7 separate regions of the Mus musculus genome follow, and all the other regions are linked to region 5. The links are chromatin contacts, called in public Micro-C and promoter capture Hi-C maps. All regions are on one chromosome and are shown on one strand. Each heading gives the region's core, a stretch centred on a gene start, on an enhancer-like site or on the middle of the called end of the contact. The rest is flanking DNA. Distances are from core to core; before and after follow the strand shown. Region 1 holds the start of Rdh11 (retinol dehydrogenase 11). Region 2 holds the start of Rdh12 (retinol dehydrogenase 12). Region 3 holds the start of Plekhh1 (pleckstrin homology domain containing, family H (with MyTH4 domain) member 1). Region 4 holds the start of Arg2 (arginase type II). Region 5 holds the start of Gphn (gephyrin). Region 6 holds the start of Plek2 (pleckstrin 2). Region 7 overlaps Gm46359 (a long non-coding RNA gene).

Region 1 (2,836 bases), core at 249-2,748, 970 kb before region 5:
TGGGGCAGCTATGAGCAAGTCATCAATATGCTACTAGAAAGTTATCTGGGTGTGGGCCTGCCTGTATGTATATGTATATGTGTATGTGAATGTGTATATAAATATATGTCTGTCTGTCTGTATATGTATATGTATATGTGTATATGTATATAAGTAAGTATATATCTGTCTGTCTGTCTGTCTGTCTGTATGTATGTATGTATGAAAAATGGTTGGAGCCTTGCTCTATCTGTCACATGTGTGAATGTATGTGTGTGTGTTTATAATTCTTCCCCACCACCCCCTCTCTCTTTTCTTTCTCACTGATCCCCAAAGAGTTGTCTCAAGAAGGCTGAAGGTTGAAGCAGGAAGGAGAAAGCTGCAGCTTTGACAACTCCTGAAGCAGTACTTCACAGCTGTCTGTGTCACCTCTCAGAGACTACACCAGTTTATTGTAGAAATACTGTTAAACATGTATAAAATGAATAAGAAACAGAATACGTAAAAGACTTTTTTCTTTGAGCTGTGAGCTGCTCTCTACATACTAGACACTAAGAAAGCGTTAAATGCTGATGATTACTAGATAATCCAATACTAAATCTGTAAGAATATGTCTTCTTCCCAGGTGCTATACAGTATATGGCTCCAACTTGACTGTGGAACAGGTATCTTCCAATGAATGGAAATTAATTATGCAAATGAACCAGAAACTGAATAGTGAAGGTGGGAAACCACAGACAATGACTTTTAAAACTTGTTAAACATGATAACTCATGTTTATCCCCATGAGGTACACCTCAAAGGAAAGAAAAGTTTGAACAGGGAGTTTGCCTTTTCCCAAAGAAATGTTCCTGGCCTTAGTTCAAGACGGGATTAAACTCTTTGACAAAGTGATAAAACCAACTGTGCCAATCTGAGAAATGCATTGTTTCCTTGAAGAGTAATACATGATATAGTCATCCAAGAAACTATTTTATTATCAAATAACAACCAAGGGCTTGGGAAATTATGAAGGATACTATCATAGATCGAAGTACACACAACCGTGACTCTCTAGGAGGTCTTAACTTGCTTTGCCCCATAGGGCAAAGGTCATCTCTGAGGAAGGACATCTTCCGCCACACCAACTGTCCGACTAACGGCTCCTGCCCTTTGTAATTAACCTCAGAATACTTTCCAGACGCTGTCTCCCAGACAAAATGTAATTTCCTAATAATGATTGGGGAAAATTGAACCAAACACTGGACTTGGGCTCCAGGAGATAGCAAACCCGCGAGACTTCCAAAGAGTCAATTAGTGGCCAGAGGAGTGGTAGAAGGGCTGGCTCAACGATCCCACAGGCCTAGGCCCTGGACCACTGAAGACCATTGCTCCACGGTTGTGTTATTCAACTTTTCATAGTGCTTGGAAGTATACTCTGAATGTATCACCGCCAGGCGGCCGCCAAATCCAGGACTACATTTCCCAGAGGGCTTTGCTCCCTGGCGGTTGCAGTTGAACCGGGGTGTGTCTAGGATCAGAAGCCATAAGTCCCGCTGTCCTCTTTAGAGCATCAACTTCAACTGCGCTTCGGTGGTGCTGAGATGTTCGGATTCCTGCTTCTGCTCTCTCTTCCCTTCATCCTGTACTTGGTCACGCCAAAAATCAGGTCTGTGCGAATGTTGCTTTTTCTTGCCAGGTCTTTTAGAGAAGATAAAAAATCCCTACTGAAGCCCTCTCCCTAGCCCCCGTAAAGAAAGACTAGGAAAGGACTGAGAAGCCCTTTAAGGTAGCAAAGATCTGGAGTTTACTGGACTGTAGGCGAGATCCTGGTGCCCTGGATGTGGGCACGGCCAGACGTCAGACCCCAGGTGGTCGTAAAAGCGCTCCAGGTCTCCATCATCCTGTATTGCTCTTTCTGGCCTACCTTATTTCCTCTAGCACTATTTGCTCTCTAGCTTCGGGAAGCCGCTGAGTATGGCGGGCTTTAGATTCTAACTGTTTTCTCCACTCCCAAGCTTTGAACCAGCCTTTGTCTAACTATTTGTCTCCAGCCCTTGAGGTACTACAGGAGGGTTGCACTTTTTGCTCTCTGAACCCGATGCCAATGTTATCTGGGGCATGCTTCCTTGTTGCCGTTATTCACTTGTTTAGGTGTTTGTGACAACTGAAGGGGAAGATTCATTGTCCTTCGGAGTAGGAACACGTGCTTGTTTGCCCTAATTAGATTACTAGGAGCCAGGAGAAGAACCACGTGGTCAAAGGATGGTTTCTTAATTAAGTGTCAGGTCAGCCCAAACCTGGAGGTGTGTGTAATCACCTGAGAATCAGCGGCAGGCTACCACAAGGGGCAGTCCACTGATTGGTTCTGAGTAAGTCACCAGGAGTGACGGTGGACCAGTAATAAACGCCACCTTCTTTCTGGGCGTGGCCATAGTTCCTATTGGAGCTGAGGCTGTGCCATCCTTCTGTCATTTCTTACCATGACCAACATTTTTTCTTCCAAGACCTACTTCCCACTCTTTTTGCTTTTTCTTCTCTCTCTGGTGGCTACTTTCATTTTTCCCCTCTCCTCTCTGAATACTTACAGCTCCCATAAGTAGGCACACATGGGCCTTGTACTCAGGTAAAAACTTGGGTTTCTTTTTACCACAAGATCTTCATATCCATATAGAATCTCAACAAAACATGAACCGGAGCTACATCCAGTGAAATGTGTCTTAGAAGCGAGCACTCTAAGGACTCTACTATCCCCGTTGGAGCCAGCATGGGAGAGTGGGGCCAGAGCTGCGCTTTCAAAGTTGATTTCTTGTTTTCGATGATGACAGAGGAAGGAGGAAGAGCCAATTCCTGGTCCCCAGGATTTGTCAGTGTTGAA
Region 2 (2,700 bases), core at 68-2,567, 980 kb before region 5:
ATCACTGGATGGCAGACACTGAGCTAGACACTTTCTATACACTGTCTTTTCTTGATATTTTCTACATGCACTGTCTAGCCTAGGCTAGACTTTCTACACCCAATATTTAGACTAGGCTAGACACTTTTCTACACTCATGAGGTCTATCCCAGGCTTGATTTTCTATACATTTTCTGTCTAGGTTTAAACACTTTCTGCACCCAGTCTACCTCCATGCTAAATAGTTTCTGCACTCACTATCTTTCCACATTTTCCATACATATTATCTTTCCATATGCCATTTATATTAATTTCCCCTGCCATTTCAGTATTACTTCTATATTACAAAAACAAACACACACAAGCAAACAAAAAAAACCTCTGAAGCCCAAAGATGTTTAAGTCATTTCTAAGGGTGGCCGGGACCAAGTATGACACTTTGACACTCTGTCCTCAGTATGCCTATCTAACCTTCCTTTGGGGTGGGGGTGGGGTCAGGTCAGGGGGCAAAGGTTCAAGACAGGGTCTCTCTGTATAGCCCTGGCTGCCCTGGAACTCGCTCTGTAGATCAGTCTGTCCTCTAATTCAGAGTTCTTTCTGCTTCTGCTTCCTGAGTGCTCGGATTAAAGGCACGTACAACCACACCTGGCTCCTAACCTTTCTAATCATCAACAAAATTTAAAGCCCCCACATAGAATAGCCATTTCTTGGCACCTCCACAAATCCCCAGTGAATCATTTCCAAAACACTTCTTGAGAGAAGTATCAAGGGAAGAGAGTTTGCTTCCTTTCCAGAGTGCCTAAGACTTGACAAGGAGTCCCTTAACGATGAAGTCCCCATGACACTCACCTCATCTAGGGACAGAAAAGAAAAGGAAAGTGTCAGAGAAACCTAAAGGAATCAGAGGAAAGTGCCACAGGACTCATCTACTCCGCCTTCCTCCTTCCTCGGCATCCGAATTCAAATCAGCCCCACCTCCTCCCACCCAGGTGCTTCCTTCTCGTTTTCTGCAGAGGCATCCAGAACCCCTCCTTTCCTGTTTTTAATGTACTAATCTCGCCTCCGCCACCTTCCCTCCTTCTTCTTTTAGAAGTCAAAACCATCTTCGTAAAGTATCTTTGAGTTGCTGGATTAAAACAAACCTGATGGATGGAGCTGTCAGATACAAGATGGAGAGGAAGGACGTAAGCAGTACCAAGATAAACAGCATCTTGTCAACTTTCTTAGTTGCTGCTTCCCACCCTCAACCTAGCCCGAGGATCCTTCTCTGGCTCCAATTCCTGGCAGCTTCTGTTGGTTCTTGGTTCCTCTCACTCTGGGACACTCAGCAACTGGCTGGCTTAAGCAATGCCCAGAATCTTACTTAAATCCGAGAGCCGCCAGAGCACAGCCTCCTGGGAGTTGTAGTCCTAGAGGGGTGGGGCTTAAGGAAAGATTAGGGCTTCACCTTATATTGGCAGTGAGAATTTGGCAATACTGGAGTTCCTCCTCAACACGCTATTTTCAAGATAGAATATGTTACACATTATCAGCAGGCTTCAAAAAAGCCAGGCATAGTGACAACGTCTTATAATCAACGTATTTGGCAGGCTGAAGCAGATGATCACTTGAGTCTGTAGTTCAAGACTGGCCTAAACAACATAATAAACTGTGTCAAAACAAAACCAAACCAAAAAAAACAAAACAAAGAAAAAAGCAAGCATGCGAACAAACAAAAAAAAAATCCTCCAAGTCCTAATGATGCTTGAAATATGTGTGATTAAAAATGGAAGAGAGATAGTAAGAAGGATGGCTAAGTAGGTCAAAGCACTTTCCATGTGAGCTTGTTGGTATGTGTCCAATCCCCAGGATCCATGTAGAAGTCAGATGTGGCAGCTCAGGCCAGAAGAGTGGCTGCCGTCTGTAACCACAGTAGTCCTACTTCAAAATGGAAACTGGAGCTCAAAGGCCAGGTAGCCTCGAGGAAGTGGAACTGCAGGATCAAGAGGTAGGTACGCACAAACCTTGCTTCGAAGACAAAGTAAAAGGAGTGACCTGACTTTTGAAAACTTGTTCTCTAATCTCCATATGCATGTCCCTACAAACCCCAAAGTAAATTAACAGGGCAGGGAAAGTGGCTCAGCAGGTATCAGCAATAGCAAACAGGCACAGTGACCTGAGTTTGGTTCCCAGGTCCCACAGCCAACTCTCCAAGTGACACTGTGACCTCCACACATGCTGAAGCCTGTGCATTCCTGCACTCTCATGTATATATAACCAATTAAATAAGTAAAAGTTAAAAATAAATAAATGGAAGAAATAGGGAGTGGCTGAAGGTCCTGTGGGGCTGGCAATGTGCTGGTCTTTGATCTTCGTGCTAGTACACAGGTGTGCTTACTGTGAACAATCACTGAGTTGGGCGCTTTTGATTTGGGCATTTTGTGTGTGTTCTTTACATTACACTTCAGTGAAGTTGACACACCCAACGACATGTCAAGCAAGAGTAGAGTGTTTAAGTATTCTCGAGCTAGACTCAAATTCCTGACTCAAATCCCAGCTCAGCATCCTTCAAGCTTCAAGGTCCTGGGCAAGTTATTGAGTCTTTCTGCTGCCTCAGTTTACTTGATTATCCAATGGGAGTGATTATCAGTTGCAAGTCTCCACATGGCCACTCGGGCCACTCACCTCAGATGATTCTCAGGTCAGGTGGACTCAGGGGAGGACACAGCAGTGGGACAGCAG
Region 3 (2,700 bases), core at 147-2,646, 800 kb before region 5:
TTTAAAAAAGAGAAAAAAGAAAAAGAATACACCATTAAGAGTGGATTGAGAGGAACACAGTTCTCTCTACTGCTGATGACCGATTCAGTCAGAAGGGCAGCACACTGGTTTAGGCTAATTGTTCATTTCCCTAAGTTTGGGACCACAGGGTTAACAATATCACAAAACAGCTCTGAGTAGGTCCCTTAGGCAGCTAGGGGAAGGCAAAGGACAGTATCACATGTGGAATCTAGAAGGCTTACGTTTGAGTCCTGTCTCTACGTGACCTTTACAGTCTTTCACTATAACCTTGGGCAAGACACAAGTTTTCTGAGTCCCAGTTTCCTCCTTCACAGAGAAAGGTGAATGGATTGTTGAACTGAGTGGCGACTATTTGCACCGCACAGTGTCCTGAACAAGACAGTCCAGAAAGTCTGGTGCTGAGGATTGATAGCTACTACATTGGGGGTGGGGGGAAGGGTTACTTATTTCAAATAACGATCTTTCGAGCATTCTCCTGGAACCCGGAGTTTGTCAATGTCAGTAAGTTTTATGAGGCGGATTTACAGTAGAAGCTGATTGAAGATCCTGACAGGGAGGAAGTATGCTGAAGGAGCAACAGGGAGAACATTCTATTTCCACAGGGTCTCGCTACCTCTGCCACCCTCCGTGGGAGACGTATTCCTAAGATTGCTAGGACACAAAGCCCCTGATGTCACTCAGAGTCCAACCTGTGTTCTTTTCTGCTTGGCAGGACGCCGTCAGTATGAGTTCAGCTTGACTCCTAGGACTCCTAGGAGAGACATCCAGCAATCACATTAACAAGCAACCTAGGACAAGCTGCTGAGAGGAGCGGAAGGGTTGAGCGGAGAGCACCGGGTTGGAAGGAAGCCTGCACGTACATCCCGGGGCCTTCCCAGGAGCAACTGGATCAAGCCGGTCCCAAAGAGCAGGACCTACTGCGGGAGGGGCAGTCACCGCCTCCCAGTGCGGGTGTCCTGGAGCTCCTGGTTGCCTGCGCCCGTCCCACGGCTCCCAGGTAGAGAGGCACCTGCTCCAGAGTTGCCCTCCCGGCCGCGAGGAGTCAGCCCTGTCCGTCCCGCCGGACGCCCTCTCCCAGCGGCACACCCCCCGGCCCTCCCCGACCCGCCCGGCTCACCTGAGTGAGCTGCCGGGAGTCCCGCCGCGACCCCGACCGCCACGCGCGCCTCTGCCCCACAGTGGCTCTCCCCGAGTGCGGAGAGGCCCCCGGGTCTCCGCTCCCCCGCTGCAGGGGTCGCGGTGGGCGTGGCGGGCCGAGGTCGGAGCCTGGAAGGTCCCCGGAGCTCCGCACAAAGCCCGCCCCAGCGCTGGGAGCAGCGCCGCGCCGGCTGTGTCCGCACCGCGCTCGCTCGGCGGGCAGCTCGCGGCCAGGCACAGGAAATGACCTCAGCAGCCGCAGCCTCCCACCGCGGGGCGCGGCCGGGGCCGCCTGGAGGGCTGGCTGCGCGCTGCGACCCCCAGACAGCGTGGGATCCCCGGCGGGATGCTCACCAGACTGGACCCTCCCTCCGCGGAAGGAGGTCCCAGCGAGTGTCTAGCCACCTGTAGGAAAGTCCCACCTGGTTACTGGGAGCGAGCAGTCTGCACAACTGATTTGGAGTTGAGAGAGAGAGAAGGGGGAGCGAGTCACTACAGCTCTAGGAGAACCTGTTTGTTTGTGTTTGTCTTGCTTATTTTAAAGGCGACAGCCAGGGAGCCAGAAGGGCAAGGAGCCCTGGTTTGCAATACCTAACTCACACAATAACAATTATACACCCAGAGGGAGTGGGACACTAGATGTTTGGTTAGGGGACTAGATGTTTGGTTAGGGGATGGGGCTGAGGAAGATGCAAATGAAATGTAGTTAGGAAGGAGCTTCTTCTAAGTGGGCGGCGGAACTCATGAAGGAGGTCCTGGGTTTAATTCCCAGCACACAAAATGAATGAAAGAAAGAAAGAAAGAAAGAAAGAAAGAAAGAAAGAAAGAAAGAAAGGAAGGAAGGAAGGAAGGAAGGAAGGAAGGAAGGAAGGAAGGAAGGAAGGAAGGAAGGAAGGAAAGAAAAGGGGAGGGGAGGGGAGGGGAGGGGAAAACAAAAGCTGCCTTTCCCAATTCCATAAACTGAACAGAAACAAAACACCCCGGGGCCTAGAATATTCACTCCAAGCACTCACCGAGAAAAATCCCCAGCCCCACCCCAGGTTTAAATCTGAATCTGGGGGTGGGAAGGGAGAGGGGAATTGCCCACGGAGCAAACCTCCTTAGGCATTCTCATGCACGGTTTTGAAAGCTCAGGAACTAAGGAAGGCAGTTAAATTGGGTGGGTGGGACTCCAAGTGACTTTATAGGCAAGACCTCTGGGTTTTGTGAAGGGGTGACACTTCCATACACTTTGAATAGGCAATCTTGAGCATGATATGAATTTCAAATTCAGAGGGCTAATAGTGGACACTAAGACTTTATCCGTTTTTGGCAGATCACCCCTACCCAAATGCAACTATTGTCATTATATATATTATGTATATGCATATTCATATATGTATTTATATGCATCTGTCTATATCCATATATATATGTATTTACAAACACCTTTTTTTTTAATTAATTAATTTATTTATTTATTTATTTTTTTTGAGACAGGGTTTCTCTGTGTAGCCCTGGCTGTCCTGGAACTCACTTTGTAGACCAGGCTGGCCTCGAACT
Region 4 (2,700 bases), core at 38-2,537, 900 kb before region 5:
GATTCCCTGATAGATGTTTATCTGCAGAAGGAATCCAAAGGATACCAGATGGGAACAAATTACAGGTGCCAAGCTGCTACCACAGGATCAGGATAGAAGAGATGAGATTCTGAACAGGTTTTTTCCCCTTCCGGAACAAACACAGAAATCCAACCACTTACCCAACCTGGAGAGCCTCTTCAGCAAGCCAGCTTCTCGAATGGCAGCTGGACCATATTCCACTCCTAGCTTCTTCTGTGAATCATACAAACCCCACAGACATAAGAGAAGGTGAGGAAAGGAGCAGAAACACTTTGACACAGAAATCTCTGCTGCTACCCGGAGCTCCTAAAAGACTCCTCTGCAAACCTTTCACAGCATCAAAACTTCTACTGTAGAAGGCTGATCGTTTCACTAAATGCTTAATGGGCGGAGGGAAGATTCTGTTCTTGAAAGCAAATCAACCTTCTGAGTCCCTCACTGAGAGCCAGACCAGGAAAGTCTCGGATCAGGAAAGGGCTCAGTGAGCTTTGATCCGGTACCTGTATCTGGCAGAACGCGGCACCTAGCTTCCCCATCAGTGAGTGCGCCCTCCGCGACAGCAGGTTCCTTTCATTGAAGGCAGAACAAAGCCCCTTCGTCCCTCCCGCAGTTGCAGAGACCGACATCAATTTCTTTCCAGGTTAATGCTCTTTCTGCAAGAATAGAACCTGAAGCCTGCCTTAATCCCCGGTCACCGTCTCTAACCTCCTCTCCGACAATTTCTCAACGATCCCGGTTTTGCCTTCTCCAGCTCCTCCATGGAATCCTCTCTCTTTTCCTTCCTGTCATCACCCCAAAGCTGGAAATGCCCACTCTCCGTCGTCCTGGAGGCCGCAGATGCTCGCTTCTCGATGCCCACTTCCCTCCCTCTCGATGCCCAGTGCCCTCTCTCACCCCCTTGCCTTCCATCAGTCCCTCATCTCCATCTGGGTCCAGGAAAACCCAACGTGCGCTCCACGTACCCGCCATGGGATCCCGCGAGCTCTTCCCCCCGTTTTTTCCCCCCTCCTCCCTCCTGGCCCCAAGAAACTCTCTAGGCTTAGTGTCCCGTCAGCTCGGGTCGCAGCTCTCACCTGTCCCCGAGAGAAAGGGGCTCCGACTATAGCTACAGAGTGGACGGATCTCGTCAGGACGCAAGGAATTTGCCCGTGGAGGAGACGGGAGGCGCTGCTCCTCAGGAACATGATTGGCAGGGAGGGGATTACCCTAGGAGAACCGGCTCGGTGCAACTCAGGACCTCGAGTGAGTGCAGCCTCCCACAGCTTCGATGCTTCACTAGGCGAGCGCACCGCCCTGTGACGTCAGCATCTCTCGGACACGCCTCCAACCAGCCCCCGGCGCACCTTCTCGGAGGACTACAGCTCTCCAGGGCCTGGGACGCGCCTGCCGTTAAGTCACCATTGGACCTGTCCTCTCTTTCCCTGGACACGCTCCCCCCGCCCCCGATGCCTAAGCCACCAAGGCGGATACCATAAAGCCGCTGATCAGAGTGGCACCTGTGTGGTTTCCCGGGAAGCAGCGTCCCTGCCAGGTTGGAGACCTCAGTGGAACTTGAGAACTTGACACATGTACCCGCCCCAGGCGCTATCTCGGCTGAAGAGTTGGCACTGGCCGTGGCCTGCCCGCACCCGGGGTCATCTGCTAACCCACACCAAGTCAGCATCCATCTGCAGCTTTCTATCTCAAAGCTTAAAATCCTAGAAACATTTACCCCATCAGTGTCCTCTTGAGTCTGGCTTTTTAAAAACTCACCTACCTTGGATCTTTGGGGAGAATTTAGAATTTACCAAGCAATTACTTTCTAGATTTTTTTTTTAATTTTTTTAAACAAAATTTTATTTCCTTTTCAGATTTTTTTAAATGTGTATGAGTGTTTTGCCTGTATATATGTTTGTGCACCACAGACATTCATGGTGCCCAGGGAAGTCAGAAGTGGATATAGGATTTGCTGGAACTAGAGTTACTACAGACCTTTATGAGCCACCATGTGAGTGCTGAGAATCAAACCCAAGCCCTTAGCAAAAGTAACAGATGCTCTTAACTGTTCAGCTACCTCTCTGGGCCCCTGTTTTCAGTTCTTTACATGAACAATAAGAGCACTGGTTACTAGAGGCCAACTATATCAACACATTCTGATCATTCTAAATTAAAAGGAGGCTGAAACAAATCCAAAAATATCAAGGAGCTTTTCATGGTTTTAATAGTAAATAGTGGCTGATGGCCCTGCAATTACGGACACACATTGCTCTTGCAGAGGACCTGGTTTTTGCAGAGTTTTATGCATAGCCATTAACCCCAGCTTCTGGGGAATCCGATGCTTCTTGCCTCCACAGACACAGCAAGCTAGGGGAGATAGAAGGATCTGCATTCTTTGTTGTAAGCACAAGTTTACAGTATGATAAAATGGACATATTGAGTGTTTCATACAGTGGCAAGATTGTCTAACACTGTACTCTTAACTGTGACTCTGTAGCCTGCTGTAGTGGCTATTCCTGGTTGTCAACTTGACAATATTTGGAATGAACTACAATCCGGAATTGGAAGGCTCACCAGTGACCCTTATCTGGAGGCTTGGAGATCCTTATCTGGATCTTGGTTTGAAGATCTTGAGCCGTAGTGGCTATGGATTCCAGAAGATTGAATCTCCGAGTTAAGGAACACACCTTTAATCTGGGCTAT
Region 5 (2,818 bases), core at 214-2,713:
AAGATTTGTTTCTACTTTATAATGAAAGCAAGTTTCATTCAATTTAGTTCCTTCCCGGGCATCATCTCAACCTGTCAGAATTCTACAAGAAAAAAAATTTAAATGAAATAGGGAAGACACTAGGATTCCCTTCTACATAGCTTCTTTTTCTGAAACCACATCACTAAGTCTTGGATTTCCTTTACTCCACAGTAAGCCTCAGACTCCAAATATAAATTCTTTAACCCCCGCTTCTCCGTTCAATTACACTTGAACCATGCCAACTACAGAACCTCAGCCGAAACCCCTACAAATAGGTTTGCAATTCATCTTGGAAGTCGTGCCCTGCAGCAACTGTCTATCTCCAAACTCAGGGATATCACCCAAATACAACGCAACGGAATCAGACATGCAGAGCACACACGACTTCCGCGAGGGAGGGAAACGCGACCCGGGAAAAGTGCGCTCCTCACCAGCCTCAGGACCATCCACCGGGGAGTGAGAATGGGAGGGGGGGGGTGTCCCAAAAGGGAGGGGGAGAAAAGAACCCGACAGAGGGAAATCCTTCCTTCTCAAGGGAAAAAAAAAAAAAAAAAAGGCTGGCTCTCCCGGCCACGGGAAGCAGCCGGTCCTCGCGGAGGAGAAGAGGCAGACAGAGAGGGAGGGCCCTGTGCTAGGAAAGGCAGAAGGAAGGCACTTTCCGGGGTCCGGACTAGAGCCTAGCACCCGGCTCCCGGGGGAGGTGAGGAGTGTCCCGTCGTCTGCAGAGGGGACAGCCGGCCGGCGAAGGGGCAGCAGAGGCGGAGCAGAGTTCGCCTGCCGAACCCCGAGTCCTGTCAGGCAGGTGCCATGGGGCCGCCGGGTGGGGGGGGAGGGGAGAAAAGGGGGTGGAGATGGGATTCCCCCCTCTCGGAAGAGCTTTAGTGGAGGAGGCGCCCGGCCAACCCCGAGCAGCGTGCTTCAGACTGCGGAGCAGGAATCCCGCCGCCCGCACCGGCAGCGCGGAGCCCCGCAGCGCCCGCCGCACCGGCCCCTCGGTCCCCGGGGGCCAGAGACTTTGGCTGCTAGGGCTCCGGGGCCTGACACCCCACCGTGCCTGCCCCAGCTCCCCCGGGGAGCACACGGGAACACCCGAATCCTCAGCAGCTCTCAGCGGTTGTAAAATACACCCCCCGGTCCCCCTCCTCAGCCTGCCCTCTTCCCGAGGCCGCAGGGAAGCACCACCGCGGGCGAGAAACCTCCAGCAAGTCGCGGATAGTAGCCGTTGCGGCTCCCCCGGACCTCCTCCCCCCGTTACCTGTGAGGACTCCGACACGGATTTGATGGTCGTGGTTGGTGAGGATCATTCCCTCGGTCGCCATGTTTCCCAGCGCAGTCACCGCACTGACAGGAGCCAGGAGAAGCCGGAGCCCGGAGCGCGCCGGCCGGGAGCGCGCTTGCCTTGGAGAGCGCGAGAGCGAGGGCGCCCGGGGAGCGCGAGGCGAGCGGGAAGGAGGGGGCCGAGCGCCCGGTGGCCTGCGTGGGGTGGGGGGGAGAGGCCGCGCCAGGAGCGCGCGGGTCCGCGGAGGGGGCGGAGTCGGGCCGCGCGACCCCGAGTCCGGCCGGGAGGAAGCGATCCCGGGGTGGGAGTAGCGGCGGCCTCGCGGAAGACAGAGCGCGGAGGCGGCGGGGCAAGGCCGGCGAGACCCAGAGGCTCTGCGGAGTGAGACCCAAGACGCCTGGATGGCAAGAGACTGAGAGGGGGAAAAGGGAGCACACGCTCTGGAGGTTGCGGGGGCGGACTCGGGGACAGGGGCGGAGCTACACCCCGAGGCGTGCAACTCGTGGAGAGTGAGGGGAGGAGTGCGAGCTTGGCTGCGGAGTGCCGGGAGCGGGAAGGAGCCGGCCCAGCCTAGAGTGGGACCCAAGGAACGTTCCTGGGCGCGCGAGTAGCGCGGGATTGGCTGGGCGGACGCGGTGCGGGTGCGCGCGAGGCACGAACGCAGCCTCGGCGGGCCCCAGACAGAAGCAATCCCCCGCCGAGCCGGCAGCCTCGTCAGTTTTCCGCCGCCTCAGGCCGGCCGGCTCTGCCCGCGATGGAGCCACTCCGGACCAGGTGCGGCAGCGAGGTGGGCTCACCTCCTCTGAAGGCACCGGAGAACCTAGAGGTGGCTTAAGGAAGCGGCATGGGTGGCAGAACGGTGGCCGCTGTGACGAGAGTCCCCTCTCGGGCAGAGATAGGTTACCCTGTGCCGCCCCAGCTGTGACCTGCAGTCAATGCTCCCTCTGACTTCGCTTTGGCCCCGCTCGGTGACAGCCTACCACAGACGTCGTAGACGGAGCTTATGTGTCTGCAGCAGGGCACGTGGAGTGGAGATTCCTCTCTCTCTCTCTCTCTCTCTCTCTCTCTCTCTCTCTCTCTCTCTCTCTGTCGTCCCCTAGATGCTGTGACATTTAAGTTTCAGTGTTTCTGGAATATGGAATTACTCTGAAAATGTGGTCATTTAGTTCTGTGTCTTTCATAAAGTGTTATTAGCCACCTCTATTTTGTGTAGGTTTGCTAAATATCCTTTTCTGGCTTAAGTGTGTGTATGTTTTCTCATTTGTTCACCATAGTAAAACCTAAAAGCAAAACAACAACAAAAAAAGTATCAAAACTGTTTAATAATCTGCTCTTAGTCTAAAATCTCAATTATATGGTTATGTGCGGTTTGTATTGTTCCAGTAAGAACATAGCATTACTCATTCTATTCACTAAAGATTCACATTGTGCCTTTATATAAGAGGACAAAGGAAATGATGGGTGGAGTTGAGAAAGGATAAAATAATTCGTTTTTGAAGATATGTATACTAGTATTTC
Region 6 (2,700 bases), core at 66-2,565, 680 kb before region 5:
AGTCATGACAGACTGGGGAAGACAGAGGAGGTGAGTCACACTGAAGGTCCAGTGAATCAGACGGGGTGGGCTGGGACAGGGGTTTCCCTCAAAGGAAGCGCCTTAGCTGTTCCTGGGAGAAACACCACCAGGAGAAAAAACCAACTTCCCCCCTTTCAGAGAACCCACTTAAGAACCCGTTTTCTAAAGAAAAGGCCCAGTCCATGCCTCCTAAAAGGAGTAGACAGGTATAGGATCTGACTTTCCCAGCTTCTCCTACTCTGGGTTTGAGCCCTTCTGGTATTCGGAAGCACGATTTCTTCCAATGCCCTGGTGTGATATGGTTCCGAGTGACTTCAATGGCTTCAAGTTTCAGTTTCCTGGAAAACACATTATTTGCCTCCTGGAGTTGGGGTATAATTGCAAATAAAACCTAGCACTATTGGAAAGAGAATGGAACCTCTGTTGTCTTTGGATTTAAAATCTAGGAAGCTGTTACCTGGCAACACAACACTGCCAGATCTCTTGCTTTACAGGTGAAGATGTATGTTTGTCACAGACCGCAGGGGCATGTGGGGCAGAGCCCAGCATAGGGACACTAGGGTGTGCTGGGAGCCAGACTGAAGGGCATCTCTGTCTTTCCATTACCGGCAGTTCTCTCTCTCTCTCTAATCCAGACACCCCAGGGCCTTTGTCCTGCCTAGCAGGTGTTCCCTCTGCTGAGCAAAGATATCAGGGATTCTATGCAGATCAGCACCACTGTCGTTTTCTTGTTTCAGGTGCCAACATGATGTGGTAGAACGTTGTGTTGATTCTATCGGGATATTTTCTTCATCATAGGCGTTAATTTTTATTTTAAAATATCGTATTACAATATGACTTACACGGATGACTCGATTATTTTGCACGCTCTTTAAACTCACCCAGAATTGCTAAAATCTGATTCTTTTTGGTTGTTTGCTTTTGAGATGAGGATGGTGTGATGTACACATTGAGGTGAGAATGTGTTCTGTAGACTATGCCAGTCACCTTAAACTTGAGATTCTCGTACTTGCTCTATACACTCCTCTGCCTCTCAGGAAAGGCTCAGAACTATAGACAGAGGTCCAGGGTCGTGTTCTTGGGCGATCACCGCGGGCCGTGCGGGGTAGGGTTGGCACACTGGGCACCTGGCGTGGGAAGGTCGGAGCAGAAGTCCCGACCGGGCCAGACTTCCTGCCCGCAGGGCGGGAGGCTCTGGCACTGGATGTGCGCCAGGGGGCGTCTCCGGGAGGGAGTGGCTTCCTGGGCGCGGGCGGCGTCGGCGGTGGAGCGCGGGGACAGCTCACCTGGACTGGCGACATGGAGGACGGCGTGCTCAAGGAAGGCTTCCTCGTCAAGAGGGTGAGTGTGTTCTGGCCTCGCGCCCGCGTGGCCGTGGGGACAGCGGGGCGAGCAAGTGTTGGACAAGGTGACGAGCTGGCGAAGTGCTCCCACTGGCCAGCGGATCTGGCATGCACAGGCTGGTCCTGCTTGGTTCAGGGCTTACTCTCTCCGGTGGATCTCTTAAAACAATTTACTGGAATTGAGGGCGAAGCCAGGGACAGGACCCATGGTTAGCATACTCAAGGCCCTGGATTTGGTCCACAGCAACACACCACACACACACACACACACACACACACACACACACACACACACACACCACACCACACTGTATTAAAGTACCATAAAGTGGTGTGGGTGCAGGGTGGAGAGAGCATAGTTAAAAGGTACGGCTGGAAAGTAGGAATGACCTTCTGTGGTAGAGAGTTAACTGTGGCTGACCGCAGTTAAGAGTATATTCTCACGTAGCTAAGGGGATTTTAAATGTTTCCAACACCAAGAAACGTTAATAAATGTTTGAGGTGATGGAGCTGCCAGTTACCCTTATGCGATCATTGCATGCCGTGCCTATGATTGACAACCCAATGTATGTGCTCCATGCATATGCACAGCCATGTCTCAATTAAGTATGATATTGAAATATAAGGCACCATGGATATGCCGTGCAATTTACAGCTTGAAAGGAAAGAAGGCACCACCCTTCCCTCCCTCCCTCCCTCCCTCTTCTCTCTCTCTCTCTCTCTCTCTCTCTCTCTCTCTGCTCAAGACTGAGCATCAGCAAGGCGAAATAGCTTGTCTAGCGTAGGTGAGTATTAGATAGGACATGAACTCCATCCTTAGTCCTCCCTCATCACCCTTGTTGAAGAAGCAAGAGTCCAACCAGGGACAGTGGGACTCCCAGGATGCCTAGGGTCAAGGTAGAAAATGAACGAAAGAACCTAAAAGAGGAACTTTTACAGTTTGGTGCATTCAGAAAACCTTGGATTTGATCTCTAACTTCTAAAACAATTACTTTAACATTGATGTCAATACTGAATATTTATGTTAGTATAATAGCATGCATAGTATGCATATAGATATACATGTGTGTATGTGTATATATGTATACACACATATATGCATGTATTTGTATGTATATGTGTGTATATGTATGTATATGAGTATATATGCATGTATATGTGTGTATATGTGTGTATATGTATGTATATGTATGTGTATGTATATGTATATGTGTATATGCATATGTATGTATATGTGTGTATATGTATGCATATATATATGTATTGGCGGCTGAGCCCTTTGGCTACTGTTCTGGGCTGACAGTCTCAGGAAGCTTGGTGATGAAGGGTAAAAAAC
Region 7 (2,745 bases), core at 7-2,506, 700 kb before region 5:
AGCAGTGCAGGGCTGGCTCGAACTCTTGATCCTTCTGTCTCCATGTCTTGACTGCTGGGATTATAGACATATACTACTATGCTTGGCTAGAATTGATATCTGCTTTCTTTTCTTTGAGACAGAGTCTCATGTATTGCTGCCTGTCTTTCTTACTATGTAGCCAAGTCTGGTCTTTAACTCCTGATCACCCTGCTTCTACACACCAAGGACTAAGATAACAGTCACACACCACCACACTGAACCTTAAATTGCTTTTTTCCAGGGGTTGTTTCGTTGACACAATACCTCATTATGGAGACCAAGTTAGTCTCAAACTCATAGAGATCTATATCCCTCTGCCTCCCAAGTGCTGGGATTAAAGATATGCTGCACCAGACTGGCCTTAAATTGATTTTTTTTAACAACATAAAAAGTTAATTAAAACAGGAGAATGAAGAGTTGTAGGCTAGCCTGGGATGTGTAGTGAAACTGAAACAGGAGAATGAAGAGTTGTAGGCTAGCCTGGGATGTGTAGTGAAGAGTTGTAGGCTAGCCTGGGATGTGTAGTGAAACTGAAACAGGAGAATGAAGAGTTGTAGGCTAGCCTGGGATGTGTAGGCTAGCCTGGGATGTGTAGGCTAGCCTGGGATGTGTAGGCTAGCCTGGGGTGTGTAGTGAAACTGTCTCAAAAGCAGACGGTTGGGCATGAAACTGGGAGATGGTTCAGAAACCCTGGTGTCCCAACTTTAATTCTAGCCTCAGAATTGAGAGGCAGGCTCCCCCCAGAACATGCTAGCTAGCAAGATTAGTCATATTGGAAAAGAATAAAATGGAGAAATAATTGAAGATGATCCCCATATCAACATTGTACCTCCAAATGCATCACACACACACTCACACACACCTACACACACACTCACACACACTTGTACAAACACTCACACTCATACCTATACACACACTCACACACATCTATATACACACACACCTATACACATACACACACCTACACACACATACACACACACACACACACTCACGGTGGGGGCAGAAGAGATGTTTAGATTTCAAGATTCACAGTGAGGCTGCTCATTTCTCTATTTGTGTGTGTGAACTCTTGATTCTTATCAAAAAGGATCAGGATTCTGGTTTTGGGTTTTTTTTTTTTTTTTTTTTTTTTTTTTTGTAAGCTTGGGGCAGTTCTTCAGTTATTTTGGGCAGAGAGCTTTATTTGCTCCATGAGTCTCTCCCCATCTGTGGCTTTCACTTCCCTGTTTGCTTTATTGCATTTGGTGGCACAAACGGCTTTTAAGAACAGATTTAGATCCATCCCTCCTGTCTCTGATGTCTGTTGCAGGGATAGTTAGAATGTTTTCTCTGGTCACAGCTGAAAGTTTCCATTTCCATTTCTCTCTGTGTCTTTTTATGACCCATTTGGAGTATACCGTGATGCACGATATGAAAAATATGGGTGGAAGCTGATCCTAAGCTGTGCTGACATCCCACAGTTTTCCCGCAGAGTGGCTCTTTCTTGTAGTGTTCTGTGGATGCTTCTTCACCATCGGCCAAGTCTTTAAATAATGTTTCTGTCTTAACATAGTCTACGCTGGTTCCTAACTTTTCTCTGTTTTTGCATCAAGGCCTCACTGTGTTTTGGTGGCTGGCCTCAAACTCACAACTCCATCTGTCTCTGCCTCCCAAGCGCTGGGATTAAGGTATGTGTCCCTACACGTGACTATCTTTTCTTATTTTTGTCCTGATATGTTTTGAGCTGGTCATGGTGGCACATGCCTGTGATCCGGCACCGACAAGCCTGATGAGGGGGACTATAAATTCCTGCCAAGATGGGTTAAATTGTGAGGCCCTGTCTCAAGCAAACAACAACAACTTTTTAAAAACTTTGCCTGGGCTGGAGAGATGGCTCAGAGGTTAAGAGCACTGACTGTTCTTCCTGAGTTCAAATCCCAACAACCACATGGTGGCTCACAACCATCCATAATGAGATCTGATGCCCTCTTCTGGGGTGTCTGAAGATAGCTACAGTGTATTTATATATAATAAGTAAATAAACCAACCTTAAAAACAAAACAAAACAAAACAAAACTTTGCCCATTCAGATTCCAAATGAATTTTAATAATTATATATGTTATATAATACATCCCATTTTGTCTTTTTCCTCCCCATTTTAGTCTTATTATTCAACTTCACAATCAGAATTAAAGGAGCTGGAGAGGTGACTCAGTAATTTAAAGCAGGGACTACTCTCACACAGGAATACAGTTTGATTCCCAGTACTTATGCCAGGTGGCTCACAACTACCGGCAACTCTTAGATACAGGGAACCCCATGTCTGTGGCCTCAAGGGCACCTGTACTCATGTGCACATGGTCACACATACACATAATTTTTTTAAAAGATTTTTAAAAATCAGAAACACTGTTGGTGGTGGCACAGGATCCCAGCACTCAGGTGGCAGAGGCAAGTGGATCTCTGTGAGTTTGAGGCCAGCCTGGCCTACAGAAATAGTTCTAGACCAACCTGGCCTACAGAGATAGTTCTAGGACAGCCAGGGCTACACACACACACACACACACACACACACACACACACAAAAGTCTGTCTCAAAAACAAAACAAAACAAAAAATCAGAATGAAAATCCATCCCTAGGTCAATCAGGTTTTTCTTTACTCTTTCTATTTAATTTTTTTCTTTGAGTAAATATGTTTTACCCCAAAGCATTTACTCAACCCCAACCACATACTTT

Evidence for each region. Promoter capture Hi-C pulls out the DNA fragments that hold promoters and counts their contacts. Hi-C and Micro-C count contacts between places; a contact is called where the count stands out from the background.
Region 1: a contact with region 5 is called in a promoter capture Hi-C map of pre-B cells, with 4 times the contacts expected there. The contact joins the promoter of Rdh11 here to the promoter of Gphn in region 5. A contact is called at or near these places in 2 of 39 promoter capture datasets (hippocampal neurons and pre-B cells), 1 of 484 Hi-C or Micro-C datasets (B cells) and 1 of 115 datasets of contacts at active chromatin or transcription factors (large pre-B cells).
Region 2: a promoter capture Hi-C map of pre-B cells shows a contact between it and region 5, with 4 times the contacts expected there. The contact joins the promoter of Rdh12 here to the promoter of Gphn in region 5. A contact is called at or near these places in 2 of 39 promoter capture datasets (hippocampal neurons and pre-B cells).
Region 3: a Micro-C map of embryonic stem cells shows a contact between it and region 5, with 3 times the contacts expected there. The contact joins the promoter of Plekhh1 here to the promoter of Gphn in region 5. A contact is called at or near these places in 1 of 39 promoter capture datasets (the HPC-7 cell line), 3 of 484 Hi-C or Micro-C datasets (the N1E-115 cell line, embryonic stem cells and myocytes), 5 of 115 datasets of contacts at active chromatin or transcription factors (cardiomyocytes, extraembryonic endoderm stem cells, large pre-B cells and 2 more) and 1 of 9 other capture datasets (adipose tissue).
Region 4: a promoter capture Hi-C map of hippocampal neurons shows a contact between it and region 5, with 4 times the contacts expected there. The contact joins the promoter of Arg2 here to the promoter of Gphn in region 5. A contact is called at or near these places in 4 of 39 promoter capture datasets (cranial neural crest, hippocampal neurons, pre-B cells and 1 more) and 4 of 115 datasets of contacts at active chromatin or transcription factors (embryonic forebrain, extraembryonic endoderm stem cells, large pre-B cells and 1 more).
Region 6: a contact with region 5 is called in a promoter capture Hi-C map of pre-B cells, with 4 times the contacts expected there. The contact joins the promoter of Plek2 here to the promoter of Gphn in region 5. A contact is called at or near these places in 7 of 39 promoter capture datasets (the 3T3-L1 cell line, the HPC-7 cell line, cranial neural crest and 4 more), 1 of 15 datasets of contacts at CTCF or cohesin (large pre-B cells), 6 of 484 Hi-C or Micro-C datasets (LSK cells, adipose-derived mesenchymal stem cells, conventional dendritic cells and 1 more), 20 of 115 datasets of contacts at active chromatin or transcription factors (the NIH/3T3 cell line, astrocytes, embryonic hindbrain and 13 more) and 1 of 9 other capture datasets (embryonic stem cells).
Region 7: a promoter capture Hi-C map of pre-B cells shows a contact between it and region 5, with 3 times the contacts expected there. The contact joins the enhancer-like site here to the promoter of Gphn in region 5. A contact is called at or near these places in 4 of 39 promoter capture datasets (the HPC-7 cell line, embryonic stem cells, hippocampal neurons and 1 more), 1 of 15 datasets of contacts at CTCF or cohesin (large pre-B cells), 6 of 484 Hi-C or Micro-C datasets (LSK cells, adipose-derived mesenchymal stem cells, conventional dendritic cells and 1 more), 14 of 115 datasets of contacts at active chromatin or transcription factors (the NIH/3T3 cell line, astrocytes, cardiomyocytes and 9 more) and 1 of 9 other capture datasets (embryonic stem cells).

What each region holds. Positions count from the first base shown.
Region 1 is chr12:79,190,517-79,193,352 of GRCm38.p6, reverse strand. It overlaps Rdh11 (retinol dehydrogenase 11), which reads left to right and starts at 1,498. Exons shown (of 7, transcript NM_021557.6): 1 at 1,498-1,627. The coding sequence starts at 1,563.
Region 2 is chr12:79,207,530-79,210,229 of GRCm38.p6, reverse strand. It overlaps Rdh12 (retinol dehydrogenase 12), which reads right to left and starts at 1,317. Exons shown (of 7, transcript NM_030017.4): 1 at 1,122-1,317. The coding sequence starts at 1,189.
Region 3 is chr12:79,027,859-79,030,558 of GRCm38.p6, reverse strand. Plekhh1 (pleckstrin homology domain containing, family H (with MyTH4 domain) member 1) reads right to left here and starts at 1,396. Exons shown (of 29, transcript NM_181073.3): 1 at 1,139-1,396.
Region 4 is chr12:79,129,375-79,132,074 of GRCm38.p6, reverse strand. It overlaps Arg2 (arginase type II), which reads right to left and starts at 1,287. Exons shown (of 8, transcript NM_009705.3): 1 at 1,095-1,287; 2 at 162-234. The coding sequence starts at 1,205.
Region 5 is chr12:78,225,300-78,228,117 of GRCm38.p6, reverse strand. It overlaps Gphn (gephyrin), which reads right to left and starts at 1,463. Exons shown (of 23, transcript NM_145965.2): 1 at 1,277-1,463. The coding sequence starts at 1,340.
Region 6 is chr12:78,905,553-78,908,252 of GRCm38.p6, reverse strand. It overlaps Plek2 (pleckstrin 2), which reads left to right and starts at 1,315. Exons shown (of 9, transcript NM_013738.3): 1 at 1,315-1,362. The coding sequence starts at 1,321.
Region 7 is chr12:78,922,437-78,925,181 of GRCm38.p6, reverse strand. The region is part of intron 2 of Gm46359 (a long non-coding RNA gene); the gene reads right to left. Among named protein-coding and RNA genes, the nearest start is that of Gm46360, 5.0 kb to the left of the region's middle. Within about 2 kb of position 1,256, at least 35 of the 459 cell types and tissues checked have an H3K27ac peak or open chromatin away from gene starts, as enhancers often do. A contact at or near this core is called in pre-B cells and pro-B cells, where this site is marked.